Linked DNA regions of Ovis aries: region 1 is linked to region 2. A link is a contact called in public Hi-C data. All regions are on one chromosome and are shown on one strand. The core of a region is the stretch at or near the end of the contact, and the rest is flanking DNA. Distances in the headings are between cores, read along the strand shown.

The links. A called contact is a pair of places that touch in the nucleus more often than the background predicts.
Region 1: a Hi-C map of liver shows a contact between it and region 2, with 4 times the contacts expected there. The contact joins two enhancer-like sites. A contact is called at or near these places in 5 of 16 Hi-C or Micro-C datasets (blood, liver and tail adipose tissue).

Annotation. Positions count from the first base shown.
Region 1 is chr3:129,715,421-129,718,120 of ARS-UI_Ramb_v3.0, forward strand. It overlaps NUDT4 (nudix hydrolase 4), which reads left to right. Exons shown (of 5, transcript XM_027967201.2): 2 at 2,282-2,392. Among named protein-coding and RNA genes, the nearest start is that of NUDT4, 9.9 kb to the left of the region's middle. Within about 2 kb of position 1,436, at least 6 of the 54 cell types and tissues checked have an H3K27ac peak or open chromatin away from gene starts, as enhancers often do. A contact at or near this core is called in liver, where this site is marked.
Region 2 is chr3:129,379,534-129,382,233 of ARS-UI_Ramb_v3.0, forward strand. No RefSeq gene overlaps it. Among named protein-coding and RNA genes, the nearest start is that of TRNAE-CUC, 23 kb to the right of the region's middle. Within about 2 kb of position 1,333, at least 3 of the 54 cell types and tissues checked have an H3K27ac peak or open chromatin away from gene starts, as enhancers often do. A contact at or near this core is called in liver, where this site is marked.

The DNA.
Region 1 (2,700 bases), core at 186-2,685, 340 kb after region 2:
CTAATGGTTTTTCAAGATTATTAACCTTATGTAAATTAATTCTTAAAGACTGTTGTGGTCAAATAGGAACATATTAGTCATTGACCTAGATACATGACGCTGAATTTCATTATTTTTCAGAACATTATGAATATCGATGGTTTTGAAACTCCCTGTTTACTCAATGAAGATGTACTTTTCTGGTGGCTAGTTCCCTGCACCACCCTGTTCCATTATGAAGGTGATCAAGGAGGTTGCTTTTAGAGCATAGAATTAGGCAGTAAGAATTTTATCCAGATACTAGAAACCAGTTTATCCCTAACTCATGCCTAGGAACCAGGAAAAGAAGCTTCCAGCTCTGTGGTCAGAACTGGTGGTTACCATTTGCTTTTTCTATGATACAGGATATAACACTTTTGTACCTTAAACCTTTTTTGTTCTAATTTAAAAACATATTCATTTGCCAGTCTTGATATAGGGTCACAGCCTTTGAATACCATAGACAATTGGCAAGTATACTTTTTGAATAAAATCCAAAGGTGAAATCTGATTTGCAGTTCCACTTGGTATAAAGTAGGATTTTAACTTTCTAGATTTTTAAAATTTCCTTCTTCTGGGTTTTTTTTTTTTTTTTTTTTTAAAGTAATCTTAGCCATACTTAATTTGATAGCAATTTTTAACAATCCATCTTTAATGAATTTTTGCAGAGCCTTTTTGATAACTACTTCCTGCCCTCATTTTATCATTAACGTTCAGTGATTACAAAAACAAGTGCAACTGGCAAAATCTGGGGAACAAACTTGTCTTGACAGATGAATCCAACTCAGTTGGTGGGAAAGCAGAAGATCCAACTGTGATGGCCAACAGTACTCACGGTAGTGGGTACAATGAGGCCCATTGTGCTTGGCCTACTCACGTGGGCTAGGATCTGAGGTATGTTATACTCCTTAACACTCAACAGTCTTGCAAGGCTAGTTACTTCTTTTTGCAGAGGAGGATGCTGTAACTAAGAAAGCTTAAATTTAAGGCTGTCTTACATTTCACTTTACCAAAATTTCTATGTTTGGACTTGGTGGTGCCCTCAATGTCAGCCAGTTGGGTGCTCAGTCATGTCTGATTTCTTTGTGACTCCGTGGACTGTAGCCCACCAGGCTCCTCTGGCCATGGGATTTTCCCAATAAGAATATTGGAGTGGGTGGCCATTTCCTCCTCCAGGGGATCTTCCTGACCCAGAGGGCAAACCTGCGTCTCCGGCATTGGCAGGTGGATTCTTTACCAGTGAGCCACCTGGGAAACCCCGTTAGTACTTTAGCTAAGGCTCTGTCAGTTGTTAATTTACAGTGCTTTCTCTAGACGTGCCCTCCGTTCTGCCTGTTACATACTCGGAGGAGTGATGTAGTAAAGTCCTGTCCAGATCAGAATTGAGAGAAACTGCTCAGGATTCTTGAGTGTTAGTCAATCCACCACTGTGTGGCGATGGTGTGTCTGTAGGCCGAGGCGTGCTGCTGCTTCTCAGATCGAGGGGAGTTGTGCATTTGAAGTCCTTCCCTCATCTCCCAACCCAGTTTTCTTGAGGTTTGGGGGAAAGGTGGGACTTGTAAACTGCTGTCAGCCTGGAAGTTTCCATTTGGGCAGATTGGGTTCTGGAGCTTACTCTTGTAGGTGAATCCTGGGCTGGCTGTAAATTCCCAAGGGCCAGCCCTTTATCTGGCAATAGGGACAAAGCTGGGCAGACAGTTGGCACAGTGTCAGAAAACCAGAATCCGCACTGAGGATCAAGCTTTGCTGTCAGCTGATTAATTTCTGGAGAGAACTGTTTGCATTTGCTTGAAGGCAATATACTAAGGTAATTTTGCAGACATTTCTGTTCAAGTTGGTCAAGACGCCTGCCTGTTACTGTCATAAACATCATTTGGTTATTTATCATAGTCTTTCCCCACCTCCGTCCTCTCAACTTGGGTGAATTCCAACCTAACCTAGTGCACAAATTTTCACTTACAGGATGGATGTTTACTTCTTGTTTCAGATACTGTTAAAAAGTGAACTGGCAGGATACTACTCTGTATTAATAGTGTATGGGGTTTTTCGTTTGTTTTATAACTGTGTACACATTTCAAGCTTAATGCCGTTCTTGACCTGGATTTGCAGAGTTTCCTATAAAGGACAAACAGTATTTTAGGTTTTGTGGGCCATACAGTTTCTGTTGAAATTGCCCAGCTCTGCTGCTGTAGCATGAACAAATAAATGTGAATGTCCGTAGTACTTCTGGGGCTGGGGTTTACAGTTATGGTCGGGCTTGCAGGTCCTGTTGGTGAGCAGCAGTCGGTATCCAGACCAATGGATTGTCCCCGGAGGAGGAATGGAGCCTGAGGAAGAGCCTGATGGCGCTGCTGTGAGGGAGGTTTATGAAGAGGTAAGATGGAGAGTAGGGCATCCTGGGTAAGGTTCACAAACAAGGCAGTTTGCTAAATACACCGAGGAAGAGGCATGAAGACAGGCAGGCCACACAGTGCTGTTTGGTTGTCTGATTCAACATTTTAAAGCACGTAACTACAGCTAGCACTTTGGTAAGCAGATTATTTTTTTCTACCTGGTAAAATAGTTAAAGATCAATGTGAAAATCCCCCAGAGCTGAATAACACAGTTATATAACAGTTAGTCTCATCAGTGATCAATATATAACATGATGGCCTTGCCCCAAATCAAGGTTAGTGTTAACTG
Region 2 (2,700 bases), core at 83-2,582:
TGTATATTGCACAGATCCAGTGTTCACCATCCCCTTGTAGGCTTCTTACATTTGTGTGGATGCCAGTTAGATGTCTTGAACAGAGATGCTTCTGTTTCCTCCAAAATCATCATGGGGACTAACAGCAGGACTGCCAGCTTCTAACCAACATTTAGTACTCTGAAATATTTTCATTATATTCTAATGTATTTCATTCTAATTTTTATTAACATTGATGTAATGGTGATTGCAGCCATGAAATTAAAAGATGCTTACTCCTTGGAAGGAAAGTTATGACCAACCTAGGTAGCATATTCAAAAGCAGAGATATAACTTTGCAAACAAAGGTCCATCTAGTCAAGGCTATGGTTTTTCCAGTGGTCATGTATGGATGTGAGAGTTGGACTATAAAGAAAGCTGAGCACTGAAGAATTGATGCTTTTGAACTGTGATGTTGGAGAAGACTCTTGAGAGTCCTTTGGACTGCAAGGAGGTCCAACCAGTCCATCCTAAAAGAGATCAGTCCTGGGTGTTCATTGAAAGGACTGATGCTAAAGCTGAAACTCCAATACTTTGGCCACCTCATGCAAAGAGTTGACTCATTGGAAAAGACCCTGATGCTGGGAGGGATTGGGGGCAGGAGGAGAAGGGGACGACAGAGGATGAGATGGCTGGATGGCATCACCAACTCGATGGACATGAGTTTGGGTGAACTCCGGGAGTTGGTGATGGACAGGGAGGCCTGGTGTGCTGTGATTCATGGGGTGGCAAAGAGTTGGACACGACTGAGTGACTGAACTGAACTGAATGGTAATATCTAATTAAACCATTTTTTGTCAATAATCATTGATTATACAGCTAGTCTGAGACTGTTTTAACCACATTGGAAGCCCAAGATAAATATAAGCCATTATTCTCAATCTCAAAAAGTTTTAAACTAACTGGATAAGAAAGATAAAAATACATAAGTCAATCAGAGATTAATCATCTCTAACTTGTGTAAGAGTGAGTCTAAAAGTAATCCGAATTGTGAAAACCATGAGATTAACCTTAGGTGGAATACTGTCTTGAGATTGAAGGATGTAGACTATTTGGATATACTAGAGGAAGGAGACTAATGAAGACCTATGATTTTGTCAGTCTTTGCTAATTCTTTTCAGGGAAAAAGCACCTTAAAACTCATATCTTGTTAACAGACATTAGCAGCTGCCTCTGTGTTACAGCAAAGAGACAGGAACAGCCAAGAAATTGTGGTGGTTTAGTTGCAAGATTTGGACATGACTTAGCAACTAAACCACCGCCTGTGTTCCAGCAAACAGAGACACAGCCAAGAAAGGGTAGTGAACTCTGCCCCTTATCCTGCCTACTGTCCTTCCAGCACAGCACTCACCCACGAATCCTCTTGGACAGGACCAGTCCTACCATTGCCTTGCAGTGGTTTAGAGGATAAACTACCACACTGACTCTCAAAGTGTGGTTCCTAACCAACCACATGAGTTATCTGGGAAGTTATTAGAAATGCAAATATCCATGGAGCCACTTCAGAACCAAAGAAACTCTGAAGACTGAGCCCAGCAATCTATGGCTTAACCAGCCCTCCAGGTGATTCTAATGTACACTAATGTTTGAGAACCACTGGGCTCACAGGACATCCTGAATTCGAATCTCACTCTATTGGCATGCACGGGTTCCATGGCTTAATCAGGTGGTTGCTGCTGCTGCTAAATTGCTTCCGTCGTGTCCGACTCTGTGCGACCCCATAGATGGCAGCCCACCAGGCTCCTCCGTCCAAGGGATTTTCCAGGCAAGAGTACTGGAGTGGGGTGAATCAGGTGGTTAATTTTGCTGAGTCTCAAAAGAGTATAACGGTAGTTTCCACTCTTATGAGGTCATTGTGAAGAATACATAGGTTAATGCATGTAAAATCCTTAGTGTAAATCCTTGAGTGAACACTCAATAAAGTATTACTATTAGCACCTGGTGAGATTCTCTTTTGAATCATTTTCATGCCATAATATAATGGGAATAATCTTATAACTGTGTTTCTTTGCTCTTTTTCATTACCTTTACCACCATCACCTTTGATAGCACCACCTTCACCACTCATGGCCCCCCCAAAGTATATATGTATTAATTATATATTACATTTATATCTTTTATATATATTAATAGCAAAAGGTGTACCAATTTAGCCATTTTAAGTGTACAGTTCAGTGACATTAAATATAGCCACACTTTTGTGTCCCATTACCACCATTCACCTCCAGAATTTATTTCAATCTCTTAAATTAAAACTCCAAACTTGGTAAGCAATGACTCCATTTCTCTCCCCTCCCCTCCGCTCCTGGCAACCACTATTCCACTTTCTGTCTCTGTGTATTTGACTACCGTAAGTACTTCACATGAGTGGGGTCGTATAGTATTTGTCCTTTTGCAATGGGATTATTTAACTTACTGTCCTCAAGATTCACCCACTTTGTGACATGGGTCAGAATTTCCTCCCTTTTTAAGGCTGCGTAATATTCCATCATGTGCCGGTACAGCATTGTGCTTATCCATTCTTCAGTAAATTGACCTTTTAAGTTGTCTCCACATTTCAGCTGTAGTGAACAGTGTTGCTCTGAACACGAGTGTTCCAATGCCTCTTCCAGCTCCTGTGTAGAATCCTTGCGGCTGTGTACCAAGAAGTGGAATTGCAGGTGGTCCACTAATCGTGACAGT